Linked DNA regions of Mus musculus: region 1 is linked to region 2. A link is a contact called in public ChIA-PET data. All regions are on one chromosome and are shown on one strand. Each heading gives the region's core, a stretch centred on a gene start, on an enhancer-like site or on the middle of the called end of the contact. The rest is flanking DNA. Distances are from core to core; before and after follow the strand shown. Region 1 overlaps Glmn (glomulin, FKBP associated protein). Region 2 holds the start of Ephx4 (epoxide hydrolase 4).

Region 1 (3,600 bases), core at 968-3,467, 150 kb before region 2:
AAACATTTGATTACTATTATTCAATCTGGCTTAGTCTGTACTGGGTGATTTTTTCAATATTTTATTGTGAAAATTAAAATGTCCTGCAAAGGTGGAAGAACTTTACAGCTGCCGTCCATCTGCAGCGCCTGCTCCACTGCTCCCTGTGTACCTGTCTCCCCTTCCGTCCATTTTTGTTGTATTTTTGGTGCACTTCAAAGTACCAAAAGTCTGTAGACATAAGCAAATTTTGTTCCAAACATTTCAGCATATGTACCACTAGGCAGAGTTAAGTCTTTGTCAGCAGTTTTTCTGTGAAGTAAAATTACATAAATGATGTACACAGATTTTCAGTGTGTAGTCATAAGTTTTGGTTTGGCTTGGTGTTGCAGGAAATATTTTTAAAAGTGCACCATCCCGTGACATACCCAGCTATCCTCTGCCCCGGCAGTCTCTGCTCACTGCCTTCATAGCTAGCCCCAGGCTGTGGTCTTCTCAGCTCTGGTTCACCTGCCTCTGAGCTGCTCGTACCTTTCCAGCCACACATCCTCTTCGGCTAGCTGTCACAAATCCCCTTAACCCAGTAACTCAAAACTTTATCATTTATCATTTATCATTTCAGTCATTTATCATTTATCATTTCAGTCAGTTTTATATATCAATAAATTCTCAATTCACAAGATGCGCACACAATAATTTTAAAGCCAACTGATAATGATACAAGCTGCCCACCAGATTTAATAAGTTATCCCAATCATTCTATCCTTTTATGATATTCATAGCTACTTGTTGCTATTTAAAGCCACACGGAATCTGGATCATCTTTTTCTCCCTCTATCTTTCTTCTTCATCTCTCCTCCCTTCTTGACCCTGTCCCTGAAACTCCACCTCCCTTGTCCAATCATAGGCTTCTTGTTGTATTAATATTTAAATTAATTGGGGAAAAATTTTGCAGCAGTTTGGTTTGGCTTGGGTTTTCAAGCACAGATGTATAGATTTTTTTATCAAGTACAATCATCACTGAAGTCTTTCTCACTGGTGCACCCATCCCTGATGGCCGTGGCTGCTGTCCTGCCAGGTGCTTCGGACCAGTCTTCACAGTGCTGAGAGAAAAGTACTCTTTGTTCCCTTCTCATTAACCCTTCTCTTACAGGAAGGATCAAAAATTCGTGCAAGGGCAGAGGTCTAGGAAGTAATAGAAATTTTGGAATTAAACTAACTCTGATTCGTAAAGGAACAAACAGAAGAGATACAGTGTCTATTGAGCGGCCCTGGTCCCTGGGTCTCTGGCAGGCATTCTTAGGGGAGGAAGGAGCATAACCTTGCAGTAATCAGGAAGGCTGATCACACAGAGGAGTTGATGCAATTTGCTTGACACAAAGCAGTCTCACTGATTAGCAATGATTGATGTAGTTGCTGTAATGTACACCTAATACAGGGTCAGAGGGTCTGGAGAAGGTAGGCAATGCCTGTTTTGACTCCATAGGGCCTTAATGTACTTCGGTGAGGACATTCTATAATGAAGAACACTCCTCATTTATAAGGCTGCCATATTTAATGGTTTATTCCCCATAGGAACCAAATCCTGGTTTTTGTTTGTTTGTTGCTGTATGCCACCATAAGAACTACCATACTAGGGAGATGATTAACAGACGCCCTCTTCCTGTAATGAAGCTTAACAGCCTGTCTGTAATGGGAACATCCCTCCTAAGAACAGTTCCAACAAGGAAAGGCAAACTTAGCCACCATGGTTAACAAATAATCAACCGCCTCCATCCAGGAGGGATTGCCCTGTATGGTGGCACTTACAGAGCTGAGGAAGGGTCACAAGTTCCTGGCCAGCCTGAAGTGTGAAGCAGAACCCTGAACACAAACAAACACGATGGCTTCTGGCTTGGTTTACAAGTCACAAAGTGACACTGTGGTGTTCGGGCATTTCCCTCGGAGGAGCCCCTCCCAGTTCCTGTTTGTGCCCATTTAGGTGTGCTAAGATGAAAGTTAAAAGTCAGAAAGGCGCCCAGGGAGAGAAAGCCATTCCAACATGAAGACAGTAAGTGGACTCATAATAAGTAAGAAGCCCTCTGACCAGCTTGAGTTTCCTTTCCAGAGTCCTCCTGGCTTACTGTCCCCATCCCAGCTCCCTGCATGTTTTCAGCACTTTCTCCTACATTTCCATTTCCTGTCAGTTTCAGACTGTTTCTCATCTCTAGTCTGTAGAAGTCACATTCTCTGCTGTTGGGATTCTGTAGGTGGTTATTGTTTTGGATTACAAGGTTGTTCTAAAATAGAGCCCAGGTGTGCCATTTACCTTTGTCCTCTTCACTCAAACCCTTCCTAATGCCTGTTTATTCAAAATTAAAACGTGCTCAGTGGCAGAATAATTGTCCTGTGGCCATGGATTCAATCCTTGGCACCACAACTCAAAAGTGAAATGCGAACACACATGCACACAGAGTCTGCAGAGCCACACGGGCTAATGGTCGCCAAAGTTCTTTTGAATGAAGTGGTAAAAGTTTGGTGCTACCACTTAATAAATGAGGCACATTAGAAGAAAGAGCCAAGAGGGGGACACGGCTATGCCCTTTTCCATTTACTATGGTTGACTGTCTTTGCAGGGTTCCTACCTGTCCCAGAACCTATTTCACCGTGATGTAGAAATGTCTAGTGGGGTTGGGTAGGCTGCAGTGAATTTTTAGTGTGTAGTTAAGACAGAACTCAAATATTGTCAGAATTGTTGAGTCAGTGACAGGTTTGAGATGAAAGGCAGACAGTTGCAAGGATTTCAAAGATCAAGTCCTTATAAACATTGTAAAAATCTTTTTACTTTTTTAGCATTAGAGATGAAAGAAGTCTTAAACTTAATTCTTTTGTGCTTTAGAGAGACCCGGTAACTTTCATGTAAGACAAAGAATTTTTCTTCCTCCATAGCATCTTTACTCCTACATGCTTCTAGAAACAGTACAGTTCATTATAGAAAAGACTGGGATTATGCTGAACAGCATGGGAAAGAAAATTTCTTTAGTCTAATTTTGAAGGGTGTTTTTACTACTCAATGTTTTGATGTTATGGACAACAAATTAAAATAAATTATTGCCCCTTGCTGGATGCCATGGCTCCTGCTTATAATTACAGCCCTTCAGAGGTGAGGTCAGCAAAGAAAAGGAAACTGCAGTGTGTATACAGTTAGACCTTTGTTGTTGTAAGCTCATGCATTATTACTACTATCATCATCATTAGTGTGTGTGTGTGTGTCCATGTGTGTCCACCAATGGAGGTCAGAGGACAACTGTCAGGATTGGGTCTCTCCTCCTATCATGTGTCTCCTAGGATCAAACTCAGATTGTTAGAGTTGGCAGTGAAGGCCTTAACTCACTGAGCCTTTCTGCTGGCCTCTTGTCCATGCTGGCCTGGAACTTGCTATGTAGCCAACAATTATCACAAATTCTGGGATTATAAAACCCTTGTACAGGTTGAATAGGGAAAATAAAAAACAGGCCAGTTTGTGAGTTCTATTTAGAGTTGTCTTGCCTTGACTATAAGGATTTTTCATCTGTGGGAAGCTATGTGCCCTCAGGAGGGCTTTGCTCAGTTCTGGAGGGCACTTAGAGCAAAGGGGAAACT
Region 2 (3,228 bases), core at 574-3,073:
GGACTCTGTCTCTGGCGTGTCATTGCCCTTGATTCCACCACCTTACTAAGAAAACAAGGCCCAAGGGCTGAGGTTGCAGAGCAGTGGCAGAGCATTTGCCTTTCAAGCATGAGACCCGAGCTTCAGTCCCCAGCACTGCCGTCCCTTCCCCTAAATGAGGTCCAAGTAAGTCACATAAGTCATGAAGGTCATGGGAGTCATGAGCGGGCTAAGGATGTAGCTCAGTGGCAGAGCACTCGCCTGGCATGACCAATGTGTCCCCCGGCGTCACTAAATAAACAAGTTAAGAGGAATGAAGTATACAGGTGACTAGAGTCACCACTATTTCTTCCTTCTGCTTTTGAGGGGAAAAGAGAGTAATTCTGAGGAATCCAGGAAGAGTCATAAGCTGTGTTTCATCCTTAAGTTGGACAGAATTAACAAATGTGACTTGGCTGTTATCTTTTAAAAATTATTTTAGTGGTGGTGAGTCTTGGAAGAATAAAATGCCAGGGCCACCAGATTGGATTTAATAAAGATTTTATCGCACTGGGTATATGCCAGGTTGATAATTATAATGATGAATTATAAATTATACTAAGTTATAGGTCCGTTGGCCTATGTTTTCTTCTCTTTTTCTTTGTGGTTCTCTTCCTCCTCCTCCTCCTCCTCCTCCTCTCCTTCTTCTCGAAACATGAACATACTTAATTCTCACATCAGTTTCAGGCTCCTTTTGCCTTTCTGAATCCCAGTTGCTGGGGAGTTTAGCTGCTGATTAAACGTCAGGCAGGACTCAGTAACACAAATATCTCCTTGTATGTTGCCTTTGAAAGGCTTGTGAGTCAGACTGTAGGTCGTATCACAGAGACTGTATCACTCCACCACCTGGCATCAGGAAATAGACCGTCTGTGGGCTGTGACAGAAGCTTGGACGAGGACGGACAATGAAAATCTGTTGGCACGGTTGACACTTTTATTTAAGCACAGAGAATGGAGCTTTATTAAGAAGTGGGTACCTACTTTGTATTCCATTCTCTCCTATTTTTGACTTTTTGCACCTACTTCCTTCCTCACAAACACAAACCATTTCTTATCCTTTAGTGCTGCCTAGGTCATCTGAGATTAGAAATGACTTTCCAAAGAACTGTCCACTCCCTCCATCTCAAAATCTGGACAGCAGGGCACCGCCAGGAGCATTATCCTGCAACTGATCTGAGCCCTAAAAGGCAAAAAAGGTAACAGGAGATAGCTTCTCCTTGCAGTAGGAGAGGGAGCAGAATTATTCTGAGTTGCTTCAGCAGGAGGAGGATCCAGTTAGAGAAATTTCACGTTCTGAAACACGCACCTCCCCCCCTCCACACACACACATAGGTTAAGGAGAGAGTGGAAAGCCATGATACTGACCCGCGGAACAGCCCCTGGCCAGGTCCCTCCTGCCTCCCCCTGGGGTCCTCCGGGTGCCCGCAGCCATCGGGACGCATCTAGGAACAATCGGCCCGGCGCCCTAGGCACCGCGGCTTCCAGGGCTCCCCACCCGCGTCCCTCTCCCTCCCCTGTCTCCAGGCCCGCGTCGGCCTTCACCTTGATGCGCACGTAGCAGTGAGTCCCTAAGGAGGGGTCGTTCAGGCACGCCGGAGGGTTGGCCCGGGCCGCCCGGCGGAAGGTCTGCGCCGGCGCCCTACCGATGCTCCACAAAAGTTTGAGCAGGTGGACGGAGGCGCACAGCCCGCAGTAGCCGTACACCAGGGACCAGTAGAGCAGGGCGCGCAGCGCGGGCAGCAGGCGGGGCGGGCGCGGCGGGGCCATGGGCGCCTGCGGGAGCCGAGCTGCGGCGTCCCTCCCGCGCCCGCCCGCTCGCCCCGCACACGCCGCGCGCCCGGGCCTCGGGGACCGCGCAGGGCGAGGCCCGGGCTGTCCTCCCGTGCCACGTCGCTAGAGCCGAGCGACATGAAGGCGACGCCGAACGCCATCCCCAGGTCCTGTCGAAGCTCCGGGCTCTGAACAGGTCCCAGCGCCCCGGTCCCAGAAGCCGCAGACCTTTTCCCGGATGTGAGAATCGCGGAGGGCGGGAGGGACTTTTGTACTGAACTGTGGTAATTATTTCTTCAGGTGGGCATCCCTAACACAATCTCTTACAGATATTAACTGTTTCTTAACTGAGTTCAAAGTTACCAAACACCCCAGCCAGAAAAAGCAAAAAGGCACTTTACACCAAGGCACAAGCAATCAATTAGCTTGTCCCTACCCTTAGCAAGGACTCCTCCCTCCTCCCTCTCTTCTTAATGTTCCCCTCCCCCTCCCTCCTCCCGCCCCCATTGGTGTAACTCTACAATAGTTTATCAGCCCTACCCCCACCCCGCCCCGTTAAGAAACATTCATTCTTCTTAGTCTTCCTTTACGTTCCTGTTTCCCTTCTCTTCCCTGACCTCCCTTGTGTGTGTGTGTGTGTGTGTGTGTGTCCGTCCGTCCGTCCGTCCGTCCTTCTAGAGATGCAGTTACAGGTGACTGTGCACCCCTCACCTCCGGAACTGAACTCAGGTCCTCTGAAAAAGCAGCCAGTACTCTTAACTGGTGAGCCATCTCTACTCATTCCTTCCATCTGAATAGCTTAGGGCTGTTATAAGTGTATCTACATAAAATGTTTCTGTGTGAACGTTTTTTTTTTCCTATTTCACCTAGAAATGAGACAGTGGGATAAGGTGGGTAAGTGTACCTTTGGCTTTCTGCGACAGAATCAAACTGGCTTCCAGAATGACTGCTCGGTGCTAGAGGTGTTGCTTAGAGCCTGGGTCCCATTCTTTAAAGCACTGTGTACTGAACTCTTAATTTCATTTGTTCCAGAGGTGCAGAGTGAACCCTTGATTCTCAATAAGAGGCACTATCTTCCGGAAGGAAGGAGCTGCCTGAGGGCAGAGCATGGGGGAGGGCAGCTGGGGAAGTGAATGTTTTAGAACAAAGTTTAATGACACATATGTCTGAATATGCCACAAAGGCTACCGCGTTATTACTGTTAATTACTGTTAAATAATGAATAAAAAGAATAAAGCCTACATTTATTTCCTAATGGCGAATAGTACCAGGCATCTTCTGTGTGATCACATGTCACTCAGCTATACTTTTCTCGACAAAGTGTCTATACAAATCTTCTGCTTGGTGTTGATCCCTGCCCCACCCCCATGGAAGCAGGGGTGGTGGGCCTGCATTCACTAGCTCTGGGCTATATCCACAAATGCTTTTGTTCTTTGGGTT

Evidence for each region. ChIA-PET counts read pairs in DNA pulled down with a chosen protein or histone mark.
Region 1: an RNA polymerase II ChIA-PET map of memory CD8 T cells shows a contact between it and region 2, with 11 read pairs. The contact joins the enhancer-like site here to the promoter of Ephx4 in region 2. A contact is called at or near these places in 3 of 39 promoter capture datasets (HPC-7-derived erythroid cells, hematopoietic stem and progenitor cells and hippocampal neurons), 2 of 115 datasets of contacts at active chromatin or transcription factors (effector CD8 T cells and memory CD8 T cells) and 2 of 9 other capture datasets (adipose tissue and liver).

The regions. Positions count from the first base shown.
Region 1 is chr5:107,552,863-107,556,462 of GRCm38.p6, reverse strand. The region is part of intron 16 of Glmn (glomulin, FKBP associated protein); the gene reads left to right. Among named protein-coding and RNA genes, the nearest start is that of 1700028K03Rik, 20 kb to the right of the region's middle. Within about 2 kb of position 2,217, at least 6 of the 459 cell types and tissues checked have an H3K27ac peak or open chromatin away from gene starts, as enhancers often do. A contact at or near this core is called in memory CD8 T cells, where this site is marked.
Region 2 is chr5:107,402,108-107,405,335 of GRCm38.p6, reverse strand. It overlaps Ephx4 (epoxide hydrolase 4), which reads right to left and starts at 1,823. Exons shown (of 7, transcript NM_001001804.2): 1 at 1,561-1,823. The coding sequence starts at 1,785. It overlaps Gm17202 (a long non-coding RNA gene), which reads left to right. Exons shown (of 5, transcript XR_389494.4): 3 at 1-165.